2 separate regions of the Gossypium hirsutum genome follow, and region 1 is linked to region 2. The links are chromatin contacts, called in public Hi-C maps. All regions are on one chromosome and are shown on one strand. The core of a region is the stretch at or near the end of the contact, and the rest is flanking DNA. Distances in the headings are between cores, read along the strand shown.

Region 1 (5,032 bases), core at 1,734-4,233, 43 kb before region 2:
TAAAGATTGAATTGAACACTTACATATAATATAGGGATTAATAATAGAATTTTACCTAAATAGAATGACTAAACCTTCATCATTGAATTTTATATTCGTAAGCGTGAGAAAATCAAGCTGAACCATCTACAAATGTTTGGCCAATATTATATATTATACAGTTATTTTAAATAAAAAAGGTGGACTTTGTCACAAAATCTGTTTTAGTAAAAAGATTTAGCTGTTATTTTGAGTGATTGAGATTATATTTAAATCGGATTGATTAAATTAAAAATAAGTTAACATATAAAAATAATATTGATTGAATAGGAAAAACACTTGTTATGGAGAGATGATGGAGCACCGGTCACATTTCGAACAAAATTGATATGTGTAAACTAATCAAACAATAGACTGATATATAATATAAGAACGATATATATAAAAAGAAAAGCTGGACTAAATCAAATGGAGTTGATTAAGTAAATTATATTATTTTCAAAATTCATCTGGAAGTAAATATTATCCTTTTTGGAATGCTTTAAGGTCAGCATAGTACGTTACCAACCATCCCTTGATAATACGCAGTTCTATGTTCCGTTGCTTGGTTAACCACTCTGGATCATTATCACTTTTTGGAAATAAATCTAAGCAGTGAGATCCTGCAACACAAATATACCCATCTTTTTAGTTTTAAATTATCCATCGAGATTAAAAAAAAATGTCAATCCAATGAGCAATCTCAATTATTTCTTTATTTAAAAAAAAAAAGGAAAGAAAATTCCACGTACCATAAGTTGTAGTTACGGCTCGAATACTTTTTGAAATATGTTCCAACACCCTACAATATTTAATAAAAAAGGTTAAATAATTAACATAATTTTTTACATTTTAAGATATTGTTTGGTAAAAATATATTTACCCGCCCGCGCTGAAAGGATCTCGCAGCCCATTTGAAAAAATGATGTTGCTACCAAACTTCTGGAGAATGAAGTTAAAATCCTGCAAAATTTATCTCTAAAATTGATAAAGTAAAATAGGCATTTATATATTAATTATTTTTACCAAAATAAAGCAGGTATGAGTTGAGGCTTTATTTTATAAATAATATGAAAGAAAATAATTGTGAAGAAATAGAGAAAAAAGATAGATACATTGCCACCATAATAAGAAGTGATCCAATGAGGGCGAGGAGCAACGCCATACGTTCGAATGCAATCATTTATAAATGTGTTCAAATCAAAGGGGTTAGGTTGGAACATAGTGTTTTCGCCCACGCCGATGGGCATCACCATTTCACTGCATGTCTAAAAAATAATACCAATATTACAGTTCAGGTTTATATTTAAAACTATAATTATTTTTAATATAAACAATTGTTAAGAATTACCTGCCATTTCCATCCGGTAACTGTTTGGGATTCAGGATTTGGTGGATTAATATAGCAACGGTTATTCCCATTAAAAGCGACAACGGCGGCAAAGATCTTGAAAAGAATATCGTCAGTTTGAGTTTCGTCGATGGCTGCACATACCCGGTTGACTAGATACGCTGGCTGATTAAATTGACTTGCTACCACGTAAATCGACTCTAACTCCTTTTTGAGCTCTGAAGCACTGTTCAATGGACTAATATAACACCCCCCCGGCCCAAAAAAAATAAATTTAAATACAGATCGTGTATAATTACATATATTGTTACTGAATTAATGAAAAATAAAACCATACTAGCAAGTTCTGAATTTGGAGCTGAGGACAGAAAGACCCCAGGGTTGGGAAGCATATGAATCTATTACAGACCATGATCTTCGTATAGTTTGGTAGCAGCTCTCGCTCGTTTCCTGTACATTATTAATTCCGATTAGTTAGTTACATGAAATTATCAAGTCATACAATCCAGGAAAAAAAAATGAGAGTTGAGTGGTAAGTACTCTAAAGGACTTAGTGATGATTGAATAGAAAGCGTCACTTGGTGTAATATTATCAAAGTAAAGAACAGGTGCGGATGAGGCCAAAGCTCCCAATGCCAGATGAGGGTACTTTAGCCGAAACCATGAAGCCAGCACTGTTTTTAAGATTCAGATTTGTGAGAGAGTAGCTTTTAATTTGGATTGAATTTGTGATTTAAAATTTGTATGGAAATCAGACTTACTTCCCCCGTAGGATGCTCCGATGACGATCACCGGAGAATGTGAAGCTTGAAGATTGTTCTTGATATCTGCGATGATTTCTGCGTAATCTGCTAAAGCTTGGGCTGAGTTTAAATAACCCATTCTGTATGCGTTTCTAAAGGCTTCTTCCCTTGATCCGAATGGTACTGATTTTCCATAGTAACGATGCTGATGCAATTTATATAGAGAGAGGTTAATATTTGATGTTTCTTAAATCCACTTACGTTGTATCAGAGTAGTAAAGAGTTAGATACTTATAAATGGGAGATATTTATCTGTTTTTAAAATTTAATTCAACTCAAATCTAAATTTAATTAGATTCAATATATTGTAATTTTATTTTTTCCATTTACAAATATTCAAACCGAAACTTTTTATCAAAATCACATTTCTTAATTGAAGAGACTGGAGTGTTTAATTCAAAAATTCATACCTCAATGTATACAATGAGAGCATTGAAGCGGGCAGCATTATCATCGAGGAAACCAATGGTTTGAAGATCAGTTTCCAAAGCCTGCTCAGCTCCAAGACAGACAAAAATGGGAGCACTAACAGCGCCTCCGCCCCAATACTTGTAATTGATCACATACCTTTGCTGAAAAGTAGCATAGCTTTCAGGCTTGTAGTTGAAGTGATCCAGTGTTTGAGTGTAGAAATAAGTGTGAAGATCACCAGAAAATGCTCTCTTCAACGGAAGATGATGCTTCTTCAAGACGGCTGCTCCCCTCGGAATACCAATCCGGCCAGCACTGCTGCTACTTATTGAAATTGAAAGAAAAACAACGAGGAACAGGAGCCATTCAACTAAAGAATCCATGGCAAATATCATTTTGAGCTTGGAATTTGGAAAACAACTTAAAAAATTGTTCTATATATCTTTTTAGAATTTTTACAAAACATTTAAATCCTTTTCACTATTTTAAATTTTAAATTTTAAAAATTATCCATTCTTAATTTCAAAAAAAAAATCCATTCTTTTTACTAATAATTATATCATCAATATTGAATAATTATTCTACTAATTATCTGTATTTGTAAATTTTTATCTGGACAGTTTTTTTTTTAAATTTATATTTGAATACTAGGTTTTTTATATGTGTGATGCATAGGCTTATTGTGTGTATTGTTTATTTTTTTTTTAAAATTGTAATATATAAAAAATTATTTATAATTATTTTTAACAAAATAAAATTTATAATTAATTAAATAATTTATTTAATTTTTGACTGAAAGATTATTTTTTAGAACAAATAAAAAATGATGAGGTCTAATTTTGTAATTTTAATAAGGAAATTTCTTAATTTTTAAAAGGTTAGAAACAATGAGAACTTAAAGTGTGATTTAAGAATGATGAGAACTTTTAAATAATTTAACAAAATATGGATGGTTTAAAAAGGAATTTACCCATTCTAAAAGTTATAAATCTATTTTTAAAATTTTTATTTTAATTTGACAAAAAAATTAGAAGCAAATTTATTCATTTAAATAAGTGTGATTAAATAAATAATTTATATATAACCATTAATTTTAAAAAATAATTCATGAAAATACACGTTAATTAAGATTTGATTTTAATTATCATTATTTAAAATTTGGTTTTAATTTTATACTTAAATAATAATTTTTGTTATTATATCTTCACCAACATAAATTTAATTAATAATAAAATTAATTATTTTAAATTTTTAGATAATATATCTTAGAAATAATATTATTTTTAAAATTAAAATATTTAATAGTTTTATAAAATTAAATTTATTCCGATAATATGATGATGTTTTTTTTTTTGAAATATAAACAACTGGGCTTTTATATATAATGAAAATAAATACTTCTAAAAGTGGGCCTCAAACCTGCCCAACAACCAGAGAAGAATAAAGGCCCTAATCAGGGCAAAAATCGAACAGATTAAGTTTCCTAAAAGCAAAAATTAAAAAAAAATAAAGAAATAGAAATCGACAGCAATAATAAATGAATCTAGAAAAAAAAGAGTAACCTAATCAACCCCAGTCATTTCAACGCCGGCTGTACTTCATAATATTATACGAGTCGTCATTTCAAACTTACCCAACCGTTCAGTCAATAGCTCTGCCCAAAAAATTAAACATTCATTGCTATCATCAAAACCCATTTCCTCTCCAGCGTATTCTAGTCTGGACTTCTTGCCCAGCGCCCTTCCAAAAGCAAGTCTAGCAGATTCGGGTCTCTTTGTACCAGGTAAGAGGTTACTCCGCTCTCTAAGGCATCTTTTGCAATCTGATGGGCACGCATGTTTTCTATTCTAGGAATATGCTTGAATTCTATTGTTAGATAAAGGAAATACATGTTTTGAATATCTCAAATGATTGCTCCTATGGCTGATTTGTCTGTTTCTGTTGTTTGACACTTCCTGATTACTGTTCGTGAATCCCCTTTAATCTGTGCTTCTCAAAAACCCATTAAGATCCCTAACTTAATTGCTTCCAACCCTGCATATGTTTCTACCGCGAACGAAGATGGAATACTATTGTGAAGGACCGTCTTCAATGCCAGAATTTCATTTCTACGACCCCAAACCACCACCCCAGAGACAGATCTGAAAATTCTCTTGTTGAACGCAACTTCAAAGTGTATATTAACCATTGGTAAGATTTCCATACTTCTGTGCCTTCGAGCCAGATCTGGTGATTTCTGCTTTGTTCTTGCCCCATATTGTTCAGCCTTGAAACTTAGAATGTTTTGTGCAAGTTGTCTTCCTGTTATGGATATCCGTTCGTGTACTAGTTGGTTTCTTGAGTACCATATTAGCCATAAGGCATAGCAAAAGAGTCGACTTTACTCTTCGGACCCTTGCAGGAATACCGAGGTAAGCTATTCCCAAAACTCAGAGATTAAGTTGTTAGT
Region 2 (5,685 bases), core at 1,124-3,623:
GCTGATAATTGGATACTATATTATAATTCCATTAATTTCGAATAAAATAGGCAAATATTGATGGTAATATTTTTTCTGAGACATTAAATTATGCATGTAAAGAGTAGTTAATTAAATTCATGTGTTAATGAAAGGTTAATTTGGGTTGTTTTATCTGGTCGAAAACCAAAGGTGATTGATCAAGGGAGTCAAGGTTATGTATTCTTGTTGTATATTTTTAAGCAAAGTTTGGAACGAAATAAAGCCGAAAAAACCCGGCTCGGGTCTTGGACAGAGGTTCATTTTTGTAATTTAAGTCGGTTTATTTGGAATATTTACTAGTGTGGTAGCCTGGTTTCTCATCGGGTTAATTGTTAGCGTTAAATATGTATTTATCTTATTGGTAATTTTGGAATAGAGAATTATATTGCTATCAGTATATATATATATACTGAAGAAATATACTATGACCTTTTAAGCTGGGTATGTACAAAATATGAATAAATGATCATGCTAGCTGAATTGATACGTCAAATATAAAACATTTATGGTAGTGAAAAAAAGTTCTTCAAATATCAATGATTTTCTTGATAAAGGATGGAGATTAATAAATTACTATATAGCGTGGAAAACAGAACTTATGGCAAGTGCTTCATTGCATTTTGGAGTTTTAAAAATGTTTTTTAATTGCAGAAGTAATGAAGAATATCTGATTTTTTAAGTCAAAGCAAAAGTTGGGGATTTAGATAATTTTTAATTTTGTGTTTGGAAGTGAAAATTATATAAAAAAAAATCTTTTTGTATTAACTATTTAAAAAATATATAAAAATTAGATTAATTTATATTTTATGTACTATTATATTAAATTATTTAAATATTTCATGTATTGTTTTATTAAATTATTTAAATATAATTTATTATTATATTTAAAATTTTAAAATATTTTAAGTATTATTAATTTTATAAATAATTTATATTAATTAATTAAAAGGTATTTAAATTTATACTTCATGGGCCATTATATTAAAATTATTTAAATATTATATAATTTAAATATTTTTTTAATAATTTTATTATAGGTTCTGATTATATATGTTTTGTTTTTGAGATAATATCTAAAACTATCTATAGTTCTTCCTCAACCCATAAATAGGAGGATAATACGCTTCAACACATTCGAATCCACATTATTTGCATTAACAATAATATTCATGCTAATCGAGTTAAGACTCAATTGGTAATTTAAATTATTTTTAACTTTTCACTATCATGTCTAAAAAGGATATTTTAATTTTCAATTACAATTTTGGATAACAATGAATAACATTAAAAATGCACAATCACACTTTTCCACAATATTTTTAACCGAAATTTTAAAAAGTATTTTTTTCTAAAACATCTTTAGAAAACAAATTTCAACTGCAACAATAATGGGGATTTAATCCAATATATTTAAAAACAGTTTTTTATTAGAAAGTTGACTTGGATGATTTACATCTCATCAATCATTTCACCTTCATTTTCCATAATATTTTTCCACTTCATAAGTTCTTCAATGGTTGTAGCTATATTTTAGCCTTTCTGTGTGTGGGAACTACCTTGCTCGAAGCTCTAATCTACGGCAAAAGTAAATCACCAATTTGGAGTAAAGAGATAAGGAAGAACTTGGCTTCCAATAGAGTAACTCTTTCAAAGCATTATAAACTGCATCATCGGCACCGTTATTAAATATTGCCATGTTTTCCATAGTTGCCACTGAATCACCGTTATTACATAGTAACTCTTTCTTTAAATTTAGGTTTATGAAGGTTGGGCAATCAAAGTAAGGAGAACAAAATCAGCTTCTGAAAACTACTTAATTATTATTTTAATATTTTTTACATTTAATATATTATTTTTATTAAATTAAAAACAAATAATAACCCCATGACAGTTTACATCCTCTATATAATATCGTAATAAATATTTTCCCAATATCAAAAAGAAAATCTAATGTTTATATAAAAGCAAAAGGGTTTAGAAAGCTCTTAATATATAAAAAAAATTGACAACCCTTTAAAGAAAGCACCTAATTTGAGTGTTGAATGTTAAAAATAAAATTAATTAAGTTTTTTCGTTAATAAAAATTATCATCAATCGATTTAACTATTAATAAACATTGATAATGATTGATGGAAATAATAATAAAATTTTTAAAAATTATCATAAAAAATAATTAAAACTATTACAGAAATTATAAAAAATTAAAAAGATATAAAAATACATCTATCTCTCAAAAATTGATAATAATAATAATAATATAAATTTTGTTTTTTGAAATGCAAGACACAATGAAGTACCTAAGTGGCTCAACAGGAGCAAGCCGCTTCGGGTCTAGGTCCACTACCGAGGCTTGCCCAAATGTTCGCCTGGTGGGTGTTAAAATAACAAAAATAAAATTTTTCTAAAAATATAAAATTGGTATATAACAGTGATTAAGATTGAATTTATAGTGATTGGTAATAATTTTATTTTATTTTAATGAAAGCAAGTACAATGAAAATAAAAAAGAGATTGAAATGAAAAATTGAAATTAAAGTTAAAATCTCCGAAAGAAATATCACAAATAAAAAATTAAGAAAATATAAATAAAAGCAAACCTCAATTTTGATTAATGAATTTAATTAATTAATGCAAAGATGAATTAAATATTCTTTAATAAATTAATTATAGTTACAATCTTTTCTTACTTTCTCGATAACATTGAAATTATTTATATTATTAACAAATAATTCTATAATTTAGAGAAACACAATTCTAATAAATAAATCTGCATAAACGGGATTTATTTAGAGTAAATTGTATATCTACGTAACATGAATCACAAATGTAGCTTATACTCATGCATGTGTTAAAATTAAACAAATAAAAAATTAAAATTTCAATTGACAACATAAATATTTTAAGTTATCAAATATAAGGTATATATTCATCAAACCTAGATATTTATACTTAAAAAGAGATAAAATTAATTAATTATATCTCACAAATTTGAAGAAACAGATTTTCGAAATTGATTTGAGTAGAAAAAAGTTAACCCATGTTGAGAAGAAAATACAAAAATATAAAAATACTGAATGTTACTAGATCTAATTTTAATCATAATAATGTGTATTATTTAAAGGTTGAAAAAACAAAAAACCCCCTTAATTAAAGCATTATTTTTAGTTTTTTGATATATTTGTATCCCTGATTTCAAGGTAATTTTTGGCATCTTTCCAACATTTTTAGGCAACAAGAACTAAATTGGCATGGTTAGATATTTTAACCCTTTTTTAACGATGTATTATAGGTCTAAATCGGAGTTTTGTAATTTCGAATGTGATTAAAATAGTAAACCAGGGTCAAGCTGAGATTTTTAAATAAGTCCAAACCACATAATTTATCAAAAATAATATTTAAGTTTCATTTTCTACTATGCTGAGATTTTTGTTTTAGTCTTTATAAGTCTTTCCCATCAATTTGTTCTCAGTAAGAATATACATTAAGAGAGTTGGTATCATTTTTGAACTGAAAATTATCTTTGTAATTAAGCAAATATTCGAAAAAAATTTAACATATTGTGCATTTAGACGATGCATGTGTCTTACATTAAACATTGAAAACATTTGTAAGTCTATTGCAACAATAATTCCAACACCTATTAGATTAAGTCACTGTGTGATAAATCTTAACTAACTAGTAGGAATATGAATTCTCATCCAATTAAAATGTGAATCCAAACACATTAGATATCACATACATAGGCGAATTCGTTGCCAGCCCCCCCTAAAATGAAAAATTACCATTTAAACCTTTTAAAATTTTAAATTAGTAAAGGTAAAATTATACTTTCGCTTCCCTTAAAATTATAAAAATTCGATTTAATTCTTAAAAAATTATAAATATATAAACTATAAAAAATTAAAATTTCGTTTGCCCTCCTAAAAATTTGTTATGGCTTTACCCCTGATCACATATTAATAATCGTTTCACATTTGACTATTATTCTAACTTAAGTAGAGTTTCGTAGGAAATTACTTGACTAAAATAATCTTAGGTGTATAACTATCAACTCAACACTCATCATAAATATGTACTCTATATGAATCATCTTGGGACAATCTAATGAGTAAAATATAGGACTAGTCATCTTCCCTGGTGAAGTCCACTTGATAATACTTATTATGGGGTGTGACATGGGTAAAATCTGCTCAAAGTATTATCACATAGTCACACAAAGACCATTGATAGAGGTCATAGGTCTTTATTTAGAAATTTTCTTTCACTCAATGTTTTAAGAACATGTAAGGTTTTTATTCTAGTTTCAATCATGAATGGTTAAGTATGCAAGGACAAGTACAAGTGACATTCTCTTTCCAAAACCATATGGTATGCTTATATTATATACGCATGAACATGCAAATTTGATCTCATATCATTCTCATATAGCATGCTATAAAATTGTAAAATTAAATTAACTTTGATCAGTTAAAAGTTTTCATGATTCTATTCTAAAGAAAAAAATAAAATAATAAAAATTATAATATTTTTCCCAAAGCATTTTTTGGGATCTTTTGGGGGAAAATCAAGTATCTGGTGGGTTTTTTTAAAAAATATCAAAAAAAATCTTAAATTAACATGTTCTCCCAAAAAAATAGTCCCAAAACTTGACAACTAAATTTAACTAAAATGGGATCCACTGTTGGGTCATCGCTGTTGGCCACCGCCAATCGGCTCATTGCCAACCACCACCGTTGGTTCCTGTCGAGTTTGTGTTGTCTCATTCAATTTTGATTTCGGTTTTGTTCACGTTGTCAGTCACCTCACTTCTTCGATTTCCGCCAGAAAATTTATGTTACAAAAATTCCTAGTTCGTTTTTGGCTCACATGAATTTTTCTAATTTTTACAAGAAATAAAAATTAAAATAAACATGCGTGGAGATGATAGTCCACGATTTAATTACAAACCCAAAATTTACGAAAACCAATATTACATCCAATCTAGTTTCTAGGAATCACCATCTTCGATAAAATCATTTTATAACATAATATAAATAATCCAAACATTCATCCTCATACATAATAATCCAAAACATGTATACAATTTAAGAATGTCACTTCTCATCTTCATTTAATCAAACAATGAGAGAAAGAGAAAAAAATTGAGATCGTTTTATACTATAAACATGGTACAACCCAACTCTGATATCAATTGTTAAAAAAATCTATTTAGAAAATAGTGTTTTTAGGCATAGTGGAAGTTTAATTTTTTCTTTAAAACTGAGTTTTATGATATTTATAACAATAAATCATTGTTCTTTGTATGAGGCAGTTAAGTCAATCTCAACTTTCCGCCAAACAATTTTTTTCGCTATTCTCAAATCACGAATTGCTTTAAGAGTGAAATCACACAACACGAACCAATCGTATAGAATGAAACTTTATTAACTTTTAGTGGGAAAGTTGATTCTTTCTATAACCAGAAACTATGCGTTTTTCACATAAAATAGAATTTATTTTGTAAAATAAATTTTCACTTTTTTCTAACAGAATAACGATGCTAACGATTTGTGTAAATGGTTTAACTCATAGTTCTTATTTATAGAAAAATAATATAAGAGTTCTGTTCGAATAAAGTCTAATTAAATAATAATATTTTAATAGAAAACACAACTTCTACCCTTA

The links. A called contact is a pair of places that touch in the nucleus more often than the background predicts.
Region 1: a Hi-C map of leaf shows a contact between it and region 2, with 1.9 times the contacts expected there. The contact joins the promoter of LOC107953311 here to the enhancer-like site in region 2. A contact is called at or near these places in 8 of 34 Hi-C or Micro-C datasets (callus, hypocotyl, leaf and 1 more).

What each region holds. Positions count from the first base shown.
Region 1 is chrA07:19,448,439-19,453,470 of Gossypium_hirsutum_v2.1, reverse strand. It overlaps LOC107953311 (lysosomal Pro-X carboxypeptidase), which reads right to left and starts at 2,983. Exons shown (of 9, transcript XM_016888569.2): 1 at 2,583-2,983; 2 at 2,131-2,317; 3 at 1,910-2,043; 4 at 1,707-1,819; 5 at 1,370-1,607; 6 at 1,134-1,286; 7 at 902-981; 8 at 771-820; 9 at 370-641. The coding sequence starts at 2,978. The coding sequence ends at 502. It overlaps LOC107953312 (a long non-coding RNA gene), which reads left to right and starts at 4,124. Exons shown (of 5, transcript XR_001699179.2): 1 at 4,124-4,366; 2 at 4,645-4,773; 3 at 4,877-4,994.
Region 2 is chrA07:19,403,694-19,409,378 of Gossypium_hirsutum_v2.1, reverse strand. No RefSeq gene overlaps it. Among protein-coding and RNA genes, the nearest start is that of LOC107953314, 13 kb to the right of the region's middle. Within about 2 kb of position 2,373, at least 1 of the 9 cell types and tissues checked has an H3K27ac peak or open chromatin away from gene starts, as enhancers often do. A contact at or near this core is called in leaf, where this site is marked.